Linked DNA regions of Gossypium arboreum: region 1 is linked to region 2. Evidence: chromatin contacts called from public Hi-C data. All regions are on one chromosome and are shown on one strand. Each heading gives the region's core, a stretch centred on a gene start, on an enhancer-like site or on the middle of the called end of the contact. The rest is flanking DNA. Distances are from core to core; before and after follow the strand shown.

Region 1 (7,207 bases), core at 1,437-3,936, 220 kb before region 2:
TATAACAAACAGGTTCCAAAAATTACTCAATTATTGTATTGATCTGACTTAAAGTGTCTTTGTACCGGTAGATTAATTACCGATAATGCCCTTCTTGCATACGAAATTCTACATTCTATGAGGAATAAAAGATTGGGAAAAAAAGTCTTACGGCTCTTAAGATTGATTTGACCAAAGCCTATAATCGGGTGGAGTAGGATTTCTTGAAGCAAATGATGGCTAAAATAAGATTTGATGAGTCTTGGATTCAGCTTATTATGAAATGCATCAGCATTGTTTCGTACTCGATCGTTTTGAACGAGAGGCCATGGAAGGTTTTTAATTCAGGAAGAGACCTAAGTCAAGGGGATCCTTTGAGCCCTTTTCTATTTTCTCATATGCAATGAGGGGCTGTCTACATTATTAAGACTTGCTAGTGAAGAAGGAATATTGAGAAGAGTAAAGGCGAGTAAAAGAAGCTCACAGATTATTCACCTCCTTTTTACGGATGATTGTGTTTTATTTGGGGAAGCAACTAAAAAAGGTACAGAAACTTTTGAAAAGGTTTTAAAGGAATATGAAGTATGCTCGGGGCAATGCATCAATTATGGAAAGTCGATAGTTTTCTTTAACTCAAATACAACTGAAATAATTCATTCAGCTATTTCAGATAGGCTAGGGGTCAAATGGAAAAACAATTTAGAGAAATATGTGGGCTTTCCAAATATGGTAGGTAGGAGGAAAAGGCTAGCATTCCAACACCTTAAAGACCGTATTAAAGTAAAAATTGACTATTGGAGTTCTCGATTACTATCGCAAGGGGAAAAGAAATTTTTATTAAAGCTGTGTTACAAGCAATTCCAACCTATACAATGGGATGCTTTTTATTACCGAAGTCAATATGTGAAGTTATGGAACAAATAATATCCAAGTTTTCGTGGAAAAAAAGGTTATGGGAAATGGGGGATACATTGGTGCTCATGGAATAACTTATACGAATCAAAGGAGTTTGGTGGTCTTAATTATCGTAATTTTGCAAAGTTTGATTTGGCCATCCTCGCAAAGCTAGGATGGAGATTGATTGAAAATCCTAAATCTTTTCTAGCACAAACGTTAAAAGCCAAATATTACCCGAATTCTGATTTTCTAAACTCAGAGCTAGGGAATTTACCTTTATATACTTGAAAAAGTATATGGGCTGCAAAAGGTCTTTTGCAAACAGGACTATGCTGGAGGGTGGGCAATGGATGGAATATTAGAGTTGAAGAAGATGTATGGGCTCCAAATGGAAAAAATTTGCATATTCAACAATTAGTCAGAAGCCAAAATATATTGAAGGTAGCAGACCTGATTGATGGCAACACTAGATCATGAAAAACAAAGCTAATTAAAGATACCTTTTCTGAAGAAGATGCTTAGAGAATTCTCCAAATCCCGATAGCTTACTCTCCACAGGATGATTTTTCTGGCTTGGAGAGGTGAATCAACAGGCGAGTACATGTAAGGAGTGGGTATAAATTATTATTACATGGTAATTCTATCAATAACAATAGAAACAACCCGAATGAAAATAGGAAATGCTACAAAAAAATAGTGGAATAGTGATCTCCCCTCAAAATTAATAATTATAGCTTGGAGAGCCACTCTAAACTACCTTCCTACATTAGCAAATCTAAGAACTAAAAGGTTAATTATTAATGAATCCGTCTGCCCGAGGTGTCTGCAAGGAGTGGAGAATAGAGAACACGTCTTCCGCGAATGTGTTGTCTTAAAGGAAACATGGGATAACTTAAAATTTGTCTGGCCTGAGGATACATCTACTATGGAATTCATGGAATGGTTTACCTGGATTGTATTAAACAGTAATACTGATATCTGCCAAACTTTTATTTGCACCATCTGGGTTATCTGGTCTGCTAGGAACAAATAGATTCACAAAGGTCAAAAAATATCAGGTGCAGAAACAACAAAATTTACTTTAAAGTACTTACAAGATCTAAACAACATTAATCGAAAAAAGCTTGCCTTTAGTCCAATAGTTGCAAAATGGAGGCCTCTGGAGAAGGGTTTCTGCAAAATCAATTTTGACGCAACAGTTGACCTCAAAATGCAAAGATCATGTTTGGGACTCATAGTCAGAGATTGGAGTGGGGAAATCTTAGCCACAAAAACCATAACTCATGAGAATATACCTTTAGGGTTTGTAGCCAAAGCCGTTGCATGTTTACAGACGGTTATACTAGGCAGGGATTTGGGATTAAAATTTGTCGATATTGAAGGGGACTCCTTGACAGTGATAAAAAAAGCCCAAAACAAAAGCAGGGATAAATCGATAATAGGTGCATACATTCAAGACATTCAAAAACTGAGTAAGATTTTCTGAGAGCAAGTTTCATTATATAAGACGAAAAGCAAATGAGAAAGAGCACGATCTGGCATCAAAAGGCTTAAAAATGGTAGGAAATGCTTACCTTGCTCACAAAACAGTTGATGAAGGAATCACAGAAGCAGAGATAGATCGGGGATGGGGATGAAGAATACCAAAAGGTTTATGATTTAGAGAAGAAAACTTAATTGCTACCAGTCTTTTGTTCTTCTCCAGAAGCTGTTAATGATGAATGAGATATTTTAGAGAGATTTCTAGAAAACACCAGCTCATTAATACTGGGTTGTCTCTTCATCTCATTTCTTATTTTATTTATTTTCTGCAAAGGACTGGCGGGCCACTTATGGTCATTGGGCCGTTTTAATGTTTTGAATTTTGTTTGGTTTTTTCTTTTAATAATACAACCCAGGTTCATTTAAAAAAAAAGAAAAAGTTACAATTAATGAAAGCATTCTAATGTGGCATAGTTAAAAAATTGTCATTTGCCATGTTAATTATTTCCCATGTGTTTTTATTGACTAAAGTTTAAATTGAATATTTTTTCAATCTAATTTCCTTTTAAAAATATATCAAAATTGAATATCAATTCATATAGGTTTAATATAACATTTGGTACCTGAATTTGACATTTTTTCTAATTTGGTACCTAAACTATTTTTGGTCCAATTTAGTACCTAAACTTGACACTTTTTCTTAAGTTGGTACTTAAACTTTTTTGGGGTCTAATTTGGTACCTAAACTTGACTATTTTTTCTAATTTGGTATCTAATCTTTTTTTTTTTTGATTTGGTACTTTTCAAATGTTTTACAAATGACTCCAATACACTAACAGTGTTATTTTTTTATGAGGTAGCAAAAATAATCAATGTATGACCGAAATGTGATAGATGATATGATTTTCTTTTGTATTATATATGTTCAGTTACTTTTAGTTTTCTTATTTAATTAATTATTTTATTAATTGAAAATAATAAATTTCTTTTAATTTGGGGTTTTAAAATTTTTTCTTATTTAATATTAATTAGTTAAGCATAACTCAATACCTATTTTTTAACATAAATTTCCTCTAATACTAACAATATTTTTGTAGCATAACAAAAAAAAAAACACTGTTAGTGTTTTGCGTAATTTGTATAAAATTTAATAAATTTAGGTACCAAATTGAACCTAAAAAAAGTTTAGGTACAGAAAAAAATGTCAAGTTCAGGTACCAGATTGGGCTCAAAAAAAAGATTAGATACCAAATTAGGAAAAGTGTCAAGTTTAGGTACCAAATGTAATATTAAACCATTCATATAACAAAGATCATATATATCAATAATTTTGCTATAATTAATATGTCATAGATTACGAAAAAAATATAAATTTAAATATACTTAGTTCGTTTCACTTTTTCTTAATATTAAGTCCTTATATACAGCTTTTAATATCCAATATTGGAAAATATAAATATGTGCTTCAAGTTCGTAAAATTTAAATTTTACACATTCATTTGTACACTCATTTTAATTATTGAAATTTGAATTTCATATATAATATATATTAGATATTTCTTTAGAAAGATATTAAACATATTATTGAAATCATATTTTGTTATACAACTTTTCTTTATGCATTTTTTAATAACTTAATTTACATAGTGTTTTTTCCTTTTTTAATCTTTAAATATATTCTAACTCCTTTTTAAGAGTAAAGCTAAAATTATAATTTGTAATATCAAACCATTCAAGTTTATTTTAAATATTAAATTTTTGGTCTTATTCGTATTGACTATAATTTAAATTATTATCGTTATAAAAATTAAATCTTGAGATTATTTTTACTTTTTCAATAACATTATTGGTTAATACTGGTGGAATCTTAGAAATCCCAGCCTTACGGATCAACATCATAGATCTTTTAATCTTTGCCTTAGCATCTTTATTTTCACAACTTTAATTGTTTCTTTGATTGTTTCGTACATTTTATTCATCATTATTCTCCTAATTTGTCATTACAGTTTTATTACTGCTTTTGCCTTAGCATCAATCTCGCTTTACCATAATAGCTTACCAAATTAAACCTATCTAATCCATGTGGAGTCGATCTCACTTATCACTTTATTACTTGATTCGACTTGTACACTTGTACAATTCGCTTAGCATATTCACACGCAATAAGTTTTTGGCGTTGTTGCTGGGGATTGGCAATTTAGTGAAATTTGGTTTGGTTATTTTATTTATTTCCATTCAGTTGTATTTAATTTTTATAGGTTTGTTATCAGTGCATGAGTAGAGGCATTCCTACTAATGAAGAATATCCTTTTGACCCTGAGATCGAAAGAACTTTGAGAAAAATGAGAAGATAAGTGTGTAGCATGGCTAGGGACAGGAATGATCCTGGTCTGAATGATCCATTAAATCCAAATGGTCAGGATGTTGATCTTTCTATTCATCACGTGATAGACGACCGAGACAGGCCAATTAGTGAACATGTTGTGCTAATTTTGGGTGATTTGAATTTAGGGATAGTTAAACCACACATTCAAGCTCAGCATTTTGAGTTGAAATCGATGATGTTTCAGATGTTCCAAACACTGGGACAGTTTAGTGGGTTGCCTACTGCAAATCCACGATTGCATTTAAGACTTTTCCTAGAATTCTATGACTCGTTTAGACAACAGGGTGTTCCTGAAGATGCCCAGAGACTTAAATTGTTTCCATATTCCTTGAGAGACCGAGCAAGAGCATGGTTGAATGTTTTGCCATCGAGGACAGTGGCATCATAGAATGATCTTTGCCAAAGGTTTTTGTTATGGTATAATCTGCCAAACATGAATGTCAAGCTTAGACATAACATCATGTCTTTTCGAAAAATAGAGGATGAAACGTTATATGAAGCTTGAGAAAGATTTAAAGCTTGAGAAAGATTTAAAGAACTACTTTGAAAATGTAACACCCCTTACCCGTATCTGACGCCAGGATAGGGTTTGATGAATTACCGGAATTAAACGTAAACAAGCATACAAATCTAAACCATAAAACTTCATCCAATTTGAAACCTTTCAATCACATGCAATTTTTCCCTTAAAAGGGCCTACAAGGCCCAAAACATACACAGGGAGCGGTTTGGGACTACATCGAGAACTTTTAGAACCTTTTTGACACGTAGAAAATTTTTCTTATTTTAGAGAGTCACACGCCCGTGTGGGTAGGCTATGTGATCACACATGCCTGTGTGGCTTGGGACACGCCCGTGTCCTCAGTCTGTGTAACTCTCTGACTATGACGTCATCAACCAAAATAAGGTCACATGGCCAAGTCACACGTCTGTATGCTCAGACCGTGTGGCGAATTAAATTCCAAAATCAGGTGTAAACTTCACACGGCTTGGGCACACGCCCATATCCTAAGGCAGTGCCCTTCACACGGTAGAGACACACACCCGTGTCTTTGACCGTGTGTTTACTACTGGGCAATCTTTTTTGCATTAATTAAAGTGCAGGGGACACATGGCCAGCTCACACGCCCATTGGCAAATTGTGTGTCCACACGGCTTAGACACACAAGCTGTGTGGACAACTTTAAGGCTATTTTCCAAGCCATTTGACACCCTTAAATGCTCATTCACTCATTCCTCTTTGATGGCATGCAACATAGTATGATTAGTTACTCAAATACTCATAAACCTGATTAACCCATGCTTTTGTAATGTCAAAATACCTCCTATCCAAACCATCATGCTTTCATATGGCATTCCACACCAATTTCATATTCATTCATCATGCTAAACCTATTTTCAATTTACTCAATTATACCATAGTTTTGGTAATAATTATTAACCATGATTCATTCATTTAGCATATGTGCCATTCATCACACATCTCTTCCACAAGCAATCTCGTCGAGCATAATATATTGCATGCATGCATAGTTGATTAGGGTTACAACCCAAATAATCAATATGAACCATATTACATGGCTATATACAAAATGAATCAAATATTACCATAAGCCATCATATTTGGCTAGACCAATATGACATATAACAAAAAGACCAAGTCCCTATACATGCCATACTTAAAATGTTGAGACTAACTATACCCAATGTCCAGTTGATAGTGTAATCAAGCCTCCAACGTCCATCGATTCCTGAGCTAGCTTGGTGATACTATAAGAAAATGAAAAAGAGAGGGGAGTAAGCATAAAGCTTAGTAAGTTAACATGCAAATAAATAGCAACATAATCATATATATAAATACCATTGACATAGCATAGTTTACTTTTGTGTTATCATAAATTCATAGGCATAGCTTAAATTTGAAAACATAACTTATGCATTTTCAATCTTAACAAAAGTTCATCACATACCGAGCTCATTCATATGAGTTTTTCGTACATACCTGTACCGGCTCATAACACATTGTCATATTTCCTCATCATTGACTAGTCGAATAACTCACAGGTTTACCCATTGAACACTCGGAATACTATCGGATACATGAAAGACTTGCACATAGTGCTTTAAACGTAGCCACATGCTACCTCATGTCAAAATCACACATTGCTTGCTCTCGAGCTAATCACGGGCTTATTCACACAAGCTGATAGTCAGGACGTAACTACACGGGCTGCTCATACAAGCTGACAGGTACCCGCAACACATGCTGGGCAACCCAGCCATCGTTAGAACGTACAAGACCAGTACCTAGATTCACATAGTCACATATACACATAATCTCATGATCTCATAATCACATAGTTCCTAATGACATGTCCCATTGTATCCTACATTATTCCTAAGGTTCAAACGGGATTTTCTCGATAACTCGTATTCGTCGAACTCCTTCACACTGTCATTCTC
Region 2 (6,443 bases), core at 1,063-3,562:
TTCTTTTATTTTTAAAATTCAAAATTCAAAATCCATGTTTAACTCATTAAAAATTTTCTATTAAATTTATAACATAATAATTTTTTTACCTCCGACTTTACAAAAATAAGATTCATTTTAGCTCTCTATTTAAATTTTACTACTTTTAGTTATTGAACTTGTATTTTTTGTCAACTATCCCAAAATAGATGGAAAAATTAATGTTTGTTAACTTTATTAAAGTGACATACATGTGGATGACATGTCAACATTTAATTATTTTTTAATTTTTAAATGCTAACGTGTCATCGACGTGTATGTCACGTCCGTAAAGTAAAAAAACGTTAATTTTTCTATCTATTTTAAGGTGATTTGATAAAATACAAGTTTAAGAGCTAAAATAATTTTTATAAATTTAAAGAGTCAAAATAAATTACTTTAAAATAAAATAATACTCATTTAGTAGTTATATTAAAAATATATAATAATATGATAGTTTTTTTTTAATCTAAAAGTAGGAATAGATGTGTGTAAAAATTGTAAATAAGAAATTAGGGAAGAAAAGAAATTAGATAAAAACGTGTTTTGGGATATTTCTCATATTTGTGGTTGCCACCTATTTTTGTCCCATCGGATATTATATTAAATTCAATTCCTTTTGGGTTTGAATATTACGTATGATTTTTAAGAACAATATTAATGAATGTTTAGTGACATTAATAAATTTCTTATGCCCATCATCTTTTCTATTTTATATTCTGTCTTCCTTGAAAATTAAATAATATCATTGTTTGAAAAATAAATAATTTCATAAGTATTTTTAAAAGTATTATCTTTTCTAATGATTTAAAAATTAGTGTTAATTATCGAGGAGGCTCGGTTTTGAGTATTTTAATTTAAATTTAATCATCAATAATTTTGATGCATAGTTCTCTAATTTCATCATCTGCATATACATGTACTCAATTTGTAAATAATAGACATTTCAAAATATATATATATATCAAGTTAATTTTAAGTTGGATTGAATGAATTTTGGTTTGAAATTTTTGACTTTTTTCGAGTCTAACTCATTTTTGGTGTTAGTTTATTTTGGGTTTGAGATAATATGATTTTGATAATTAATTTTTTTAAGGGTAATCTACTGAAATAGTTACATTTGTTTATCTCAGATTACATTTTAGTTACTTATGTTTGAAATGTTACGTTTTAGTCACTTATGTTACTATTTTGTTACGAGGTGATCACTCTATCGTTAAATTCCGTTATCTCTCTAACGGTAATCCTACGTAGCAGTCCAACTAGATTTTAGATGCCAACTTGAATTTCTAAATGGGATGAAAATAGATTTTTAATTAAAAAATTTAGTTAATTAAAATTTTTAAACCTAAACTTTAACTAAAAAATCTGTTTATCTCCTCTTTTTATATTTTCTTCAGTCTCTTCTTTTTTTCAATGGTTTTTTTTCATTTGATTGTTAAAATTATTATTAAGATCAATTTAATTGAAATCAAATTGACTGCTTCACAAAGATGGATTCAATGGAAGGTTCAGGTATATCTTCTTTGCATTCCTCTATCTCTTTTATTCAATACTTAAAAACAAAAGATTAGATTTTTTATTGTTTAATAGAAACCCTAAATTAAAATTCTTGATATGAATATTAACAACTAAAAGAATTTTAGATAAAAAAAAGGGATACCCACAAAGGGATTGTGAACAAACAAGTCGATTTAGATCAGAAAAAATCGAATTGAGAAACTAATTATTCAAGAACGTGAAGAATTGGAAAATATAATGATTAGGAACAAAAATGATTATCATCTTCTTATTTGTCGACAACCACTTCATTTTAAGTTTTAGAACATAAATTTGTCGGTGAAGAAGACATACCTGGACACTCCATTGAATCCTCTTTTGTTTTCGTATGTGAATAAAAAAAATTTGATGATGATAGCTTTTTTAGTCAATTGAAAAAGAAAACTAAAAAAAGGGGGAGATGAACGATTATTTAACTAAGATCTAGGGTTTAAAATTTTTAATTAATTAAATTTATTTAATAAAAAATCTATTATCATCTAATTAGAAAATCCAAGTTGACACTTAAAATCTAGTTGGACTGCCACGAAGGATTACCGTTAGGGAGATAGCGGAACTTAACGGAAGAGTGATTACTTCGTAACAAAATAATAACATAAGTGATTAAAATGTAACATTTCAAACATAAATGACTAAAATGTAACCTGAAACAAACAAAAATAACTATTTTTATAATTTACTTTTTTTAATGTGATTATAAATTCATATCATTTTAACATCTTTTTTCGCCACTTCAAATATGAGTTGTTTTAAATTAAGGTTGTATAGGATTTAAATTACTTTGATGCAAGTCAATTTTTGTTCGGACACGAAGAGTTAGAATTTATTTACCTTTTCATAACCAGATCAAAATAAATTGAATTAGGATTCGAATAGGTAAAATTAAATTTTCGAGTTTAGATAAAAATATAGAAAACTGAAATTAAATGTATAATTTGAAATTTAATTATTTTTTTAAATATAAATAATGGATGGAGTTGATGATAATGAAAACTGGGGAGTATATTAAAAGTCATCTACAATCCATAGCCATCTTCTTATCTGTTCTGCCCATTTTTCCTTCTCTCTCTATTTCTTTATATTTTTAAGGAGTAAATGAAATAGACATGGATTAGCTTAGCCCTATTGTTGTTGCTCTGGTCCCAAATCTTTCCTTTGTTATCCATATTTCTGTGCTTATAAATCCTTAATCTACGCCACCCCTTCATTCCTTGTTTTTATCTTTCCCTTCTTTAAACCTCTATAGATGGAAGTGCTGATGGGACCTACCTTCGCCATCGACGTTGCCGCATCGGCAGCGGCCTACACTAGAGACCGTTCTAAGGATACGATTTCCTCTCCTTGCTTGTTTATCAAGGACGATGAAGCTTGTCCCGGCTCGGATCCCAGGTCTCCGGATCTATCCTCCGATAGTTCCTCCTCGATCGGCTCCCCCGGAGACAGCGACGTTGAAGAAGAAGACGACGGTGTCGTTTCATCCGGGGAAAGTAAAGGGTTGTCTTTCGACTCCTTAGAGGACTCTCTTCCCATCAAGTTAGTATCGATTTTTTTCTTCTTTTTTTTTTTGTAATTTTCTCTGGTCTGATTTTCAACTGATCTTTTTTTTTTTTTTTGGTTTTAGGAGAGGATTATCGAATCACTACGTGGGAAAATCAAAATCATTCGCAAATCTATCTGACATAAACTCAGTGAAAGAGCTGCAAAAAGTGGAGAGCCCCTTCAACAAGAGGAGGAGATTACTGCTTGCAAATAAATGGTCAACGAGGTCCAGGAAATCATCTTTCTATTCATGGCAAAGCCCCAATTCCATGCCTCTTCTTGCTTTGGTTGAAGACGATGAAGATACAGACAACAACAGCTACAATAAACAAACACCATCATCATCGCCGCCTTCATCGTCCTCCTCCTCGTCGGAGTATGATAAAATAACATCAACGAAACCTAAGTTGCAGCAAAGCAATCTGAGGGCTAGTTTCAAGTCTCAAAGTTGTCTTTCTCTTACGGATCTCCACGTACAAGTAGATCATCAATAACCCAGTTTTTGTTTTCTTTTTCACCATGAAAAATGCATTAGGATTTAGATTACTAGCAAAAAATTTTTACCATCGAAGTATATATGTAAAACTTTTAAACTTTTTTTTATATAAATAAAATATTTTCACTGATTTTATTATTGTTTTTTGGGGGATAGAGAATTAGTTTGTAGTTATATGGATGATGGTGGGATGGAGGATGATTTTTGTTTTGTCATGTTATTATGGTGATGAATGAATGGGGGGGACTGCGTTGATATTTCAGTGTTGAATAAAGGAGAGGAGGATGTAAATGGATTAATAGACCAATGTTTTTCCTTTATCATCACCATCATCTATTTTATCTAGGAATAGTATCCGTTGAATATAGTGAAGGAATTTTAATTTTCCAAACATCACTCACCTATTGTTTATTTTTATTTTGGCTTAATACTTTTATGATATTTATGGTAAAAATAATTATATCAAACTTATTGATTTGATTGGAAACTTTTAATTAATTACTTTAAATTATTACTTTTTAAAATAAATATAAAATCAGATGAATAATGTTAATGTGTTTTCAGAGATGCGTGCCAACTACCAATGATGACGGGTTAGGTGGAAGAAAGATGCCGGAAAGCTTCTTTCTTTTTAATATTTAATTATTATTTTAATTATCTTTTAAAAGTAATTAAAGTTTTTATTTTATTTTAGATTTTGATATCCGTAATCATAACCCGCTTTAATAAAAGCCAGTCAAATGATAAAAATGCTAGGATTTGTAATTTATTATTAATTACTATAAAAAATATTAATATGATAAAAATAATTTCTAAATAAATTAAAATCAAATCATTATATGTGTTATGTTAGTTTTAAAAATAGTTGATAATATAATTTTTAAAAATAAGCATAATATGAAATTTTATCAAATTGTTCTAGTCCATATTTGTTAAGTTATTTCCTCTTTAATAATTAACATATGCTCTTTATAATCATTTGTTGCTCATTAACCGAATTCATCATCATTTAAATTAAAATCTACATCATTAAGATTATCAACATCTCGTATAGATCATCTTAATTCTATGTATAATTGAAATTATGAAATATGCAACATTTTAGGACGATTCAACCTTATTTTTTATGACATGCTAAGGTGGTGATGTTAACATGTGAAATATTTTTTTGAACAAAAATGTCTTCTCAATCACATTTTGAAGCCTTGAATATCTCAACTTGAAAAGTTCACGAGTTGTATATGGTGTTTATGTATGGTACCATTCTCTTAAATGGTATCATATCGCACGATATGGTGTAAGAAAACCCTTTCTATTTGCATAATTAACATCACCTTATTATATTGAGTTTATAATCCAAATAGTTTGTAGTTTTAATTATAAAAATTATATAAATTTAATTTGAAGAAAGATTTATGCTAGGTTTTATCAATTTTAAATTTCAGTAAATTAAGTAAAAATAATATAAAATTTAAAATACATAACATTTATAAATTGTCTAAAACTTTCATAATATTTCTTATAAATTAATATAATTTTTGCCATAACTTTAGATAATTATTTTTTTATAAATAAGTTATAATCAAAAAAGCTATAACATTTTTTTTATTAGTAAGTATAGTATTTTTATAATATATAACATGAACACATAAATAAGTCTTGAACATAATTTTTATAAATAAATATATTATAACACTTTTATAATATGTAAATTATTTTTATAAAAACTTTTTGGTCATAACTTTAGAAATTTTTAGTATTTAAATAATTAAAAGTGTAATTAAGGTGCTCCAATTACATTTAATTCAAATGAGACCTCTGAAAGAGAAAGGATTGTATAAAATTGTGATTCTATGTCATTCATATCTTTTTCTAATAGAAGAATGACAAATCAAATTTTTTCTTCTGATTTTCAACTTTTTTCTCCTGAAAAAAATTTAAATCCAATTAAGAATACTAAAACTCAGGAGAAAAAATTTAATTTATCATTCTCTTATTAAAAAATAATATTTTATATCATAAAATCACAATTTCATAAAATTTCATTTTCAGCCGCTGAAACCTTATTTAAATAATAGCAGTTGGAGGGGAGGGAATGGTTTTATATTTGTAAGGGGAAACATGAAGTGGGGTTGTATTTAGGTAGATAAGATAGGATAAGATAGGATGCACCCACTTTGTGATTGTGATATTTGAATTTTGGAACCATAATAATAATATAATTGAAAAAAAGCACGTGGCCTCCATCTCCCATTCCATGCTGAATGAAGAAAGAAAATGGATCTGCTTTTGGACAATAAAAATAGACGTAGATGTAATAACGTGCATGTTTAGTACAAAACAAAAAACGATGGTTTTGTTTGCTTTCCCTAAAGGCAAAATAACAATTAGGCTGGGTTAGAGAATGAGTGTAAAACATGGATGTGTGTTAGTGCAAGATGCTGATGGGGATGGCCATGCTCAGACATGCCTTTTGGGTTTTGGGCACTCACAAATGTTCTAAAATGACAAAACCTTTGGCTCAAACAAAAAACCCTTTGCCTCTCAATGCCATCACATTGGTGCATGCATATTGCTTGCACGACTTCTATTTACTATTTCATTTCCCAATCGTAAATTAACACCCTAATTCTTCATGCTTTTTTGGTCTTAGATGTTGGATTTAAGAATTACAGCCGTTCGATATTTTTTTATTTTTTAAATTATATGAAGCTCAATTCGTAAATCTGTTTTTTTTTTTTTTATTTCTAAGTTATTTGAATATCACGATCTTAATCCAAATTAAATATTATTGTCCGTTAAATATCTAAATCCAAAAATTTAATATTTT

The links. A called contact is a pair of places that touch in the nucleus more often than the background predicts.
Region 1: a Hi-C map of leaf shows a contact between it and region 2, with 1.7 times the contacts expected there. The contact joins the promoter of LOC108486492 here to the promoter of LOC108484248 in region 2. A contact is called at or near these places in 2 of 5 Hi-C or Micro-C datasets (both in leaf).

What each region holds. Positions count from the first base shown.
Region 1 is chr6:92,796,279-92,803,485 of ASM2569848v2, reverse strand. It overlaps LOC108486492, which reads right to left and starts at 2,686. Exons shown (of 3, transcript XM_017790570.2): 1 at 2,172-2,686; 2 at 2,005-2,049; 3 at 1,291-1,892. The coding sequence starts at 2,328. The coding sequence ends at 1,630. LOC108485046 reads left to right here and starts at 4,722. Exons shown (of 1, transcript XM_017788906.1): 1 at 4,722-5,132. The coding sequence starts at 4,722. The coding sequence ends at 5,132.
Region 2 is chr6:92,575,573-92,582,015 of ASM2569848v2, reverse strand. LOC108484248 (protein OXIDATIVE STRESS 3 LIKE 6-like) reads left to right here and starts at 2,312. Exons shown (of 2, transcript XM_017787966.2): 1 at 2,312-3,111; 2 at 3,200-4,004. The coding sequence starts at 2,825. The coding sequence ends at 3,611.